2 separate regions of the Xenopus tropicalis genome follow, and region 2 is linked to region 1. Evidence: chromatin contacts called from public Hi-C data. All regions are on one chromosome and are shown on one strand. The core of a region is the stretch at or near the end of the contact, and the rest is flanking DNA. Distances in the headings are between cores, read along the strand shown.

Region 1 (3,229 bases), core at 424-2,923:
AAGGAGAGAGCCAGTGGCTTTAGGGGTTCTCCATGTTGCAGGAACCTCTCTAGGTAGGTTAAGATCAACCCTTCTGCCACATGCTGTCCGTGCAGCCTCCTGCCAAGATCCCATCGTAAGCCTAAAATGGGTGCACCTAACAGTCAGAAATATGGAACACTGCTTTTCAGTGACTCCACTGGTCCCTAAAGTGTATGTGGGAATATTATAAATAATAACCCTTATAAGTGACACCAATAAAGTCTTATTCTTTCCAGAATGCTAGATATTCCTGGGATTTGCGTTGGGCACTACATAGTTCCAGGGGCTTTGCTTAGAAGGCGGAGTGTAGCAGGGCAGCTGTACAGTAGTAGTACTAGAGCAGCAGTGTACCATATTATGTTAAAGATGTTCTGGGGCTTTGTGTGTTCCTTATAATAGTTATTTACATATACACGAGGTATGGGACTGAAGGTTTAATTCAGGCAGGTAGAAATGAATTATAGGATGGAAGTATGGGTTGGAAGCAGTAGCATGGTAACTGGGTTACTGCTATTCAAACATTATAGAAAAATGTTTTTATATCCTAGCATAACCCAATGTACCTAATGTAACATATTCCTTTAAAATATGAAATCATGAATATTATTCTGTAGCATTAGATTATTAGTCTGTAGCATCTCATACAGCCAGAGAGACAACCAAACACCTGCACATCTACAATCTCACCTGTCAGATTATTAGTGATTCTGTCATCCAACAGACCTGCATGGTCAGTCACTCTGGCATACCAGTCCGATAGCATCTGCATGGGATCCCAGCTACCAGTGGGCCAGGACCAGGCTGTAAACGTATAGAGATGGAGGGGTTACATGGATCATATGTTGCTAGACTGTAAATTTTGCATTCCCACGTATTAAAAAAGTAGAGGAAGACAGGCAACCAAATGAAAGAGGTTTCTTTAAAAAGAGACACCGTATAAGAGATATGATCAGCATATACAGAGAAAGCACATATACGGGTCTGTTTTCCAAAATTCTGTAAACCTGACCCAAGGGCATTCACCAAGACTGGTGAAAGAAGATTTTTAAACCAGCATAGCAATCTTTTTATGCTATTCAGTCCATGTCTAGGACCTGCAACCTCTTTTAAGTTAAGCTGTTGCTTAACTACAGTACAAGCTTTGAAAAGATGCTGGGAGGTAAAGTTCAGCAATACTTTGAGAGCCACAGGCTGCAGGTCTAGGTATTGGTCAATGAAGGAAAAAAATGTATTACACTCACCTGGATGGGCTTTCTTGTCCCCATCACATTTGTCAGGCCACAACCAGCACTGTAAGTCATGGGCATATTCCATGGAAAGCAGAGTCAGCTCCTGCATCTGGTGGGTACCACTTGTGAGCCATGTGTTAGCCGGTCTGTCCCTCTCTTCTTCCCCTCCTTCCTTTGGGCCCGGACTCCCCTGCCCAGTGCAGAGCCTGCACGGTGTCTGTAGGAGAAGCAGCAGGAAAGGAAGCAACCAGCCCATTGCCATTACTGCTCCTACCCGTTAGCTTCTGGTTTGCCCCTTCGCTCTTACCCTGCTGTTATGCAAGCTTCCTTTCTATTGGCGGGACACTGGGCAAGTAGGGAAGGAATAGTGCTACTTGCGGTGTGTCTGACTGCGTCACATCAAGTCATGCCTCCTTAACTACAGGGAATCATGTGTCACCTAAGGATTACGTCTCAGCTACAGCGTATGAGAGTGCCAGGGCCACGCCTATTTGCTTTGGAACTCTCCCTTTAGCCCAGCTCCTTGCCCAGCCACACTCTGACATCAGCTTCCCGGCTGGAGCTGCCCACACAAGGATCCCCCCCCCCGCTGCCTCCCCCACACGCCTGTAACCTGTGGGCTCCTCCACCTGGGACAGAGCTGTGTCATAATTCAGCAAGCAGTCTGTCACTTAGCTGAATCTGGGAATGCAAAGAGAATTGCGAACTTGTGAACCTGCAGTGTCATTATGTATTCAGCTCTCCCAGTATCAGGCATATGTTAAAGGGTAACTAAAATAACAGAGAAAACTGAGTTAATGTCTGTCCTGCAAAGACACCAGAAATCATTAATCCAGCCCTCTCAGCTTTGTTATCACTTACCTCCAAATAGAATATTTCATCAATAGACTTCATAGGGCTCATGTACTAAAGCATGCACAATCATTGGTGCAATTCACCACATTGCTGCTATCAGGTGCTAAACTTTAATACCAGATGTACAATCGCCGGATAGTAAGTTCCACCTACAAGAGAAGGGGCAGCCTGGTCAGTCCAGAAGTTAGGTACTCAGCACCTTTGTGCCAGCACTTGCTAGGCATTAAACTATGCCTCACTATGGTGAACTGGAGCAAGTTGCAAGTGTAAATTAATGCAAGTATACATAAATAGTATTTGCAGTGTCGGACTGGCCCACCAGGATACCAGGAAAACTCCCAGTGGGCCCAGGTGTAAGTGGGCCCTTCTGTTCCTGACCATTTGGCCTGTTTCATTCCCTATTTGTGAAAGGGAAGAAAGAGGAGAAATACATGGAAGAATAGATCCTAGCATGTAAATAAAAGAGACTAGGAGATAAAGAGGTTGGGTGAGGAAAGAAGGAAAAATAGTTTGGAGAGTGGGCCTAGGGTCTAAGGTTTTCTGGTGGCCCCTGGGTTCCCAGTCCAACACTGAGTATTTGGATAGGTGCAATTTGCGCTCTTTTTAAGTGAAAGTCTAACCTAAAGGAATGAGAGTGTAGATAGGAAAGACAAGGTCTCCCCATGCTGTTACAGAATAAGAACTGCCTGCATCACTGAGTGGAAGTAGATATTCAGTGACAGCTGGCAGGCCACCTTCTGATATTTACTACTGGATAATTACATATTCCTCCATGTGTTCATTTACGCCCCCCCAGCTGTTACAAAACAAGAGCTGCTTGCACCCTTGCCTGGAGGTCATTCATTAGTGACAGCTGGAGGGCCACCTTTTGACAGTGCTATTGGATACTGACAAAAATGTATGTTCCTCTATTTGAGCAGGTGGCCCTCCAGCTGTAGCAAAACAAGGACTGCCTGCACCCTTGACCAGAGTGCTATGTAGTTACACAGGTACATTAGGAGTTGTCCCTCCTGCAGTGATTATATCACAATTTGCTCAATCTAAGGTTGAAGGGAGTTGTTGCTTGCAGCAGATGGGATGTTGTTTAATGAAGATGTTATACATACTATAAATTATGCAAATAA
Region 2 (3,397 bases), core at 505-3,004, 180 kb before region 1:
TACCTGTACTTGGCTTTGCTGTTAACCAGTTTAGACTGCTCTATTGCTAATGCTAAGTACTAAATAACATGCTGATTATTAGCAGGTTGCTATGATGACACGAGCCATGAAGGATGGGCTTGGCTTTCCTGCCTACACTTTCCCTATTTGTTTTATGTAGCCGGAGGGCAGACAGTCTGCGCAGAGCGGGAGTGTCTCACCGCAGCCTCTATCTCTGTCTCCTAAAGACATATTGCAATATACGGCTCAGCTGGGCGTCATTCCTCTGACCCTGCACCAATCACTCCTTAAACTGAGCTGGAATCTGATTCACTATGTGTTTCCTGTCTGCTCCACTCAAACCAGCGTAGGGTTGCTACCTGTCTGGCATTTTATTAGCCCAGCTGATAAAAATGATGCCTGATGCCAATGTTATTAATAGGATGAAAGGCCAGTTTTCTCCAGAAAGTGTGGCAAACCTATTTGCAAGTGCTACATTATTGTGGCCAACTACCTGTGAGTCCACTGGGGATGAAGTTATGAAGGGTATTTTCCCTTGGTCCCATGCATCAGAAGGCCTCTTTTGGGGGAAATAGTTAAAAGAGTAAAGGACCTATAAGTTATTTAATGCTTTATTTAATGTTCTTCAAACCCAGGTGGAACGCAACATGCTTCATGTCACCTATGTTCGGCGCTTTTATCCTCCGGTGTCAGTACGGGTACATAAGAAAGAATGGATTGCATTTTGTCTTGCACTTCCCTGCGGTGGAACACAGGACAACTCCACCTCAGGGGAACTCAGGGCAAAACACCCATCTGTACCAGCCCTTGAGGTTTGTTTCCTCATAACATCTTCCATAACTGACTATAGTATATATTCTGATATATAAAGAACATTCTGCCAGCACAAAGCCAAGATGTAAAAAATCTCATATTTATTATAAATCCTTAAATATAGAATTACTATAGATATAAAAAGTGTGTTTGGGCTTGAATTTTAGGTACATTGTCACTTAATCATTTGGATTACGTTGATGGAAGGTGCCTGTCGCCTATGTACAAACAAACATCTCACTAATAATACATGTTTATTGACAATGGTCTATATTTTCCTTCTATACAGTATATTCCTTCTCTGCATATGGGCACTTATACTTATGAGAGAAGAACAGTTATATTGTTTGTTGCATTATTGCACATAGTCTCCAATAGAACATCACCTTGTGTCCTATTGAGGGCTCAGGATAATATATCAGACAAGCAAACAGTATGGCATCTCCCATTCACAATTATTTTGATTGAGGATTATCTTTCATTTCCATTGATCTTAGAATTTCCAGGTTTAAACTTAAACCAATTAGTTTATCTAATCGGCGCCAGAGGGCTCAGTAATTTATTAGACAGGTTTAATTGGCATTTGCAGAACCTGTAATTCTACTGGATACATATTTAATAAAAAGCAGATGAACTATAAAGAGCACAAAGCTAATGGAAAGGTTTTGTGGTTTAGGAAGGGAAATTCAATTGTTTGTATGATATCATTTTTGTAACATGCCAAAGCTGTAATATAGGTATAATAGGTATGATATTAAAATATAAAATCCACGGGAAATGGGTAGCTCCCTCTCCTGTGTGTAACACTGTCAGGCTTTGACTGGTGTAGTGCAGGAATTTTCATGTGTATCTGTTAGAGAGGAGAAGGGTTGGGCTCTTAATCACATGGGTGAGTCACAACATTAGATCTTTGTGTCTGTAATGAGTCAGGCAACTCAGGTCTCATAAACACACCTGAAGGGGGGACTCACACAGACACATTGCACACAACGAGCCACAGACACAACATAATAATACATAAACCTCACCGCACTGGTAGTTGGCTTCTACACTATAATGGACTTGTGGGGGTACCTGACCCGGATCCTGACCTTCACGCTGGTCCTGGCAGTGGTGACAGAGACACATGGCAGAGAAGGTGAGCTATGCCCTTGTGCTTCCTTGCAGAAAGATCCAGTTCATAAGGATTTAGGGGGAATTTGTAAGCAGTCATGCATGGCAGCTGGAGATGACTGCCTTTTGTGTTAGGCATACTGGCAAACAGGTTAGCAGTTATGGTATACAATTTATTTTCCGATAATACAAATACATTATTATACTGATTTTAGATTATATAACCCTTTTGCCACAGGAATAGTAAGCAGAAGCAATGCAGTTTGCGCCAATGCATTTCAGGCATTAAAATAAAATCACTAAGCATGAGATGGAGAAATGTAAATAGTAAATTGTTTAAACTTTATAAGCATTTTGTATAAAACTAGAGTCCAGTATCTGGTAGAAATCAGTCTGAGTTCTCTTGAAAACATCTCACAACTCATGTTTACAACTGTATTATTGTTTAAATGCCAGGGAATTCCCTATCATTGAATTGAACTGAAGAAGCCACTTGGACGAGTGGAGAAACATTTTAAAAAAAACTCAGAAAATTCAGTAGCTTTAGACTCAATTCCACTAGATACTGGAAGTCATGACCTGGATTATTGAGAATCTTAATGAGACAAAAGAAGAGTAGATTCTAGAGTAGATTCTAGATTGTTCCTAATTGAGTGGATAGTGGTTTCTGGATTTTACAGTGGATTAACTCCTACGCATACAGTTTTGGTCAAAGTTTTTCATATGGCATCAAAGCCTGCTCTGTCAGCAGACTCTACAAAATACTGGAATAAGGCAATTATTCATGCAATTATCCACCTGATATATTTAAATGGAAATTAACCTTATTAAACCTTTTTTTCTGCCATTATAAAATATCATAAATTCAGTAACAATTCTGTCCTCATATTTTACATGTTAGATTATATACAGTGTTTTTGTTATTTTTTTTTTATTAAAGGGTAGGACAATTGTGGAATTATTTGCGATAAAGGTACATAAATTAGGCAAGTGGTGGTATGTGCCTACATTTCTATGTTATGACTGCCCTTAGGTCATGAAAAAAACTTTGAATAACTACAAGTTCTTATAAGCTTTGTTCCTAGTCAAATTGGCTTCTGCTTTGCTGCACCAGCCCCTTACAGACATTGGCTTTCTTTAAATAGGAATTTGAGAATGAATTAATACTGAAATTAGCCTAGTCCTATACAGGTCTGGCTAGGAATGATCTAAGTGGGTCGATGTGCACTACTATGAGGGGACCTGGTACTAAATTGCATAATAATAACAACAATGTTTATTGGTATCTTTTTAGCCCTGGTGGCTCTATGTAAGAAATTACACTCCTGTACCAAATGTATTGTATGGAAGCAGGGGCACATTATGTCAACAACCCCATGCCCTATATTACTTTTGAACATCAGCTAATACAAAAAAGGAGTTGCCATTGTTTGCTACAATGTGCAGTTAATATACCTTTTATGAGGCTCTT

What was found. A called contact is a pair of places that touch in the nucleus more often than the background predicts.
Region 2: a contact with region 1 is called in a Hi-C map of neurula embryo, with 2.0 times the contacts expected there. The contact joins the promoter of lamc2 here to the promoter of tor3a in region 1. A contact is called at or near these places in 2 of 5 Hi-C or Micro-C datasets (neurula embryo and tailbud embryo).

The regions. Positions count from the first base shown.
Region 1 is chr4:99,849,377-99,852,605 of UCB_Xtro_10.0, reverse strand. tor3a (torsin family 3, member A) reads right to left here and starts at 1,673. Exons shown (of 6, transcript NM_001030421.2): 1 at 1,263-1,673; 2 at 709-822; 3 at 1-121. The coding sequence starts at 1,512.
Region 2 is chr4:100,026,977-100,030,373 of UCB_Xtro_10.0, reverse strand. It overlaps lamc2 (laminin subunit gamma-2), which reads left to right and starts at 1,754. Exons shown (of 23, transcript XM_002937367.5): 1 at 1,754-1,951. The coding sequence starts at 1,870.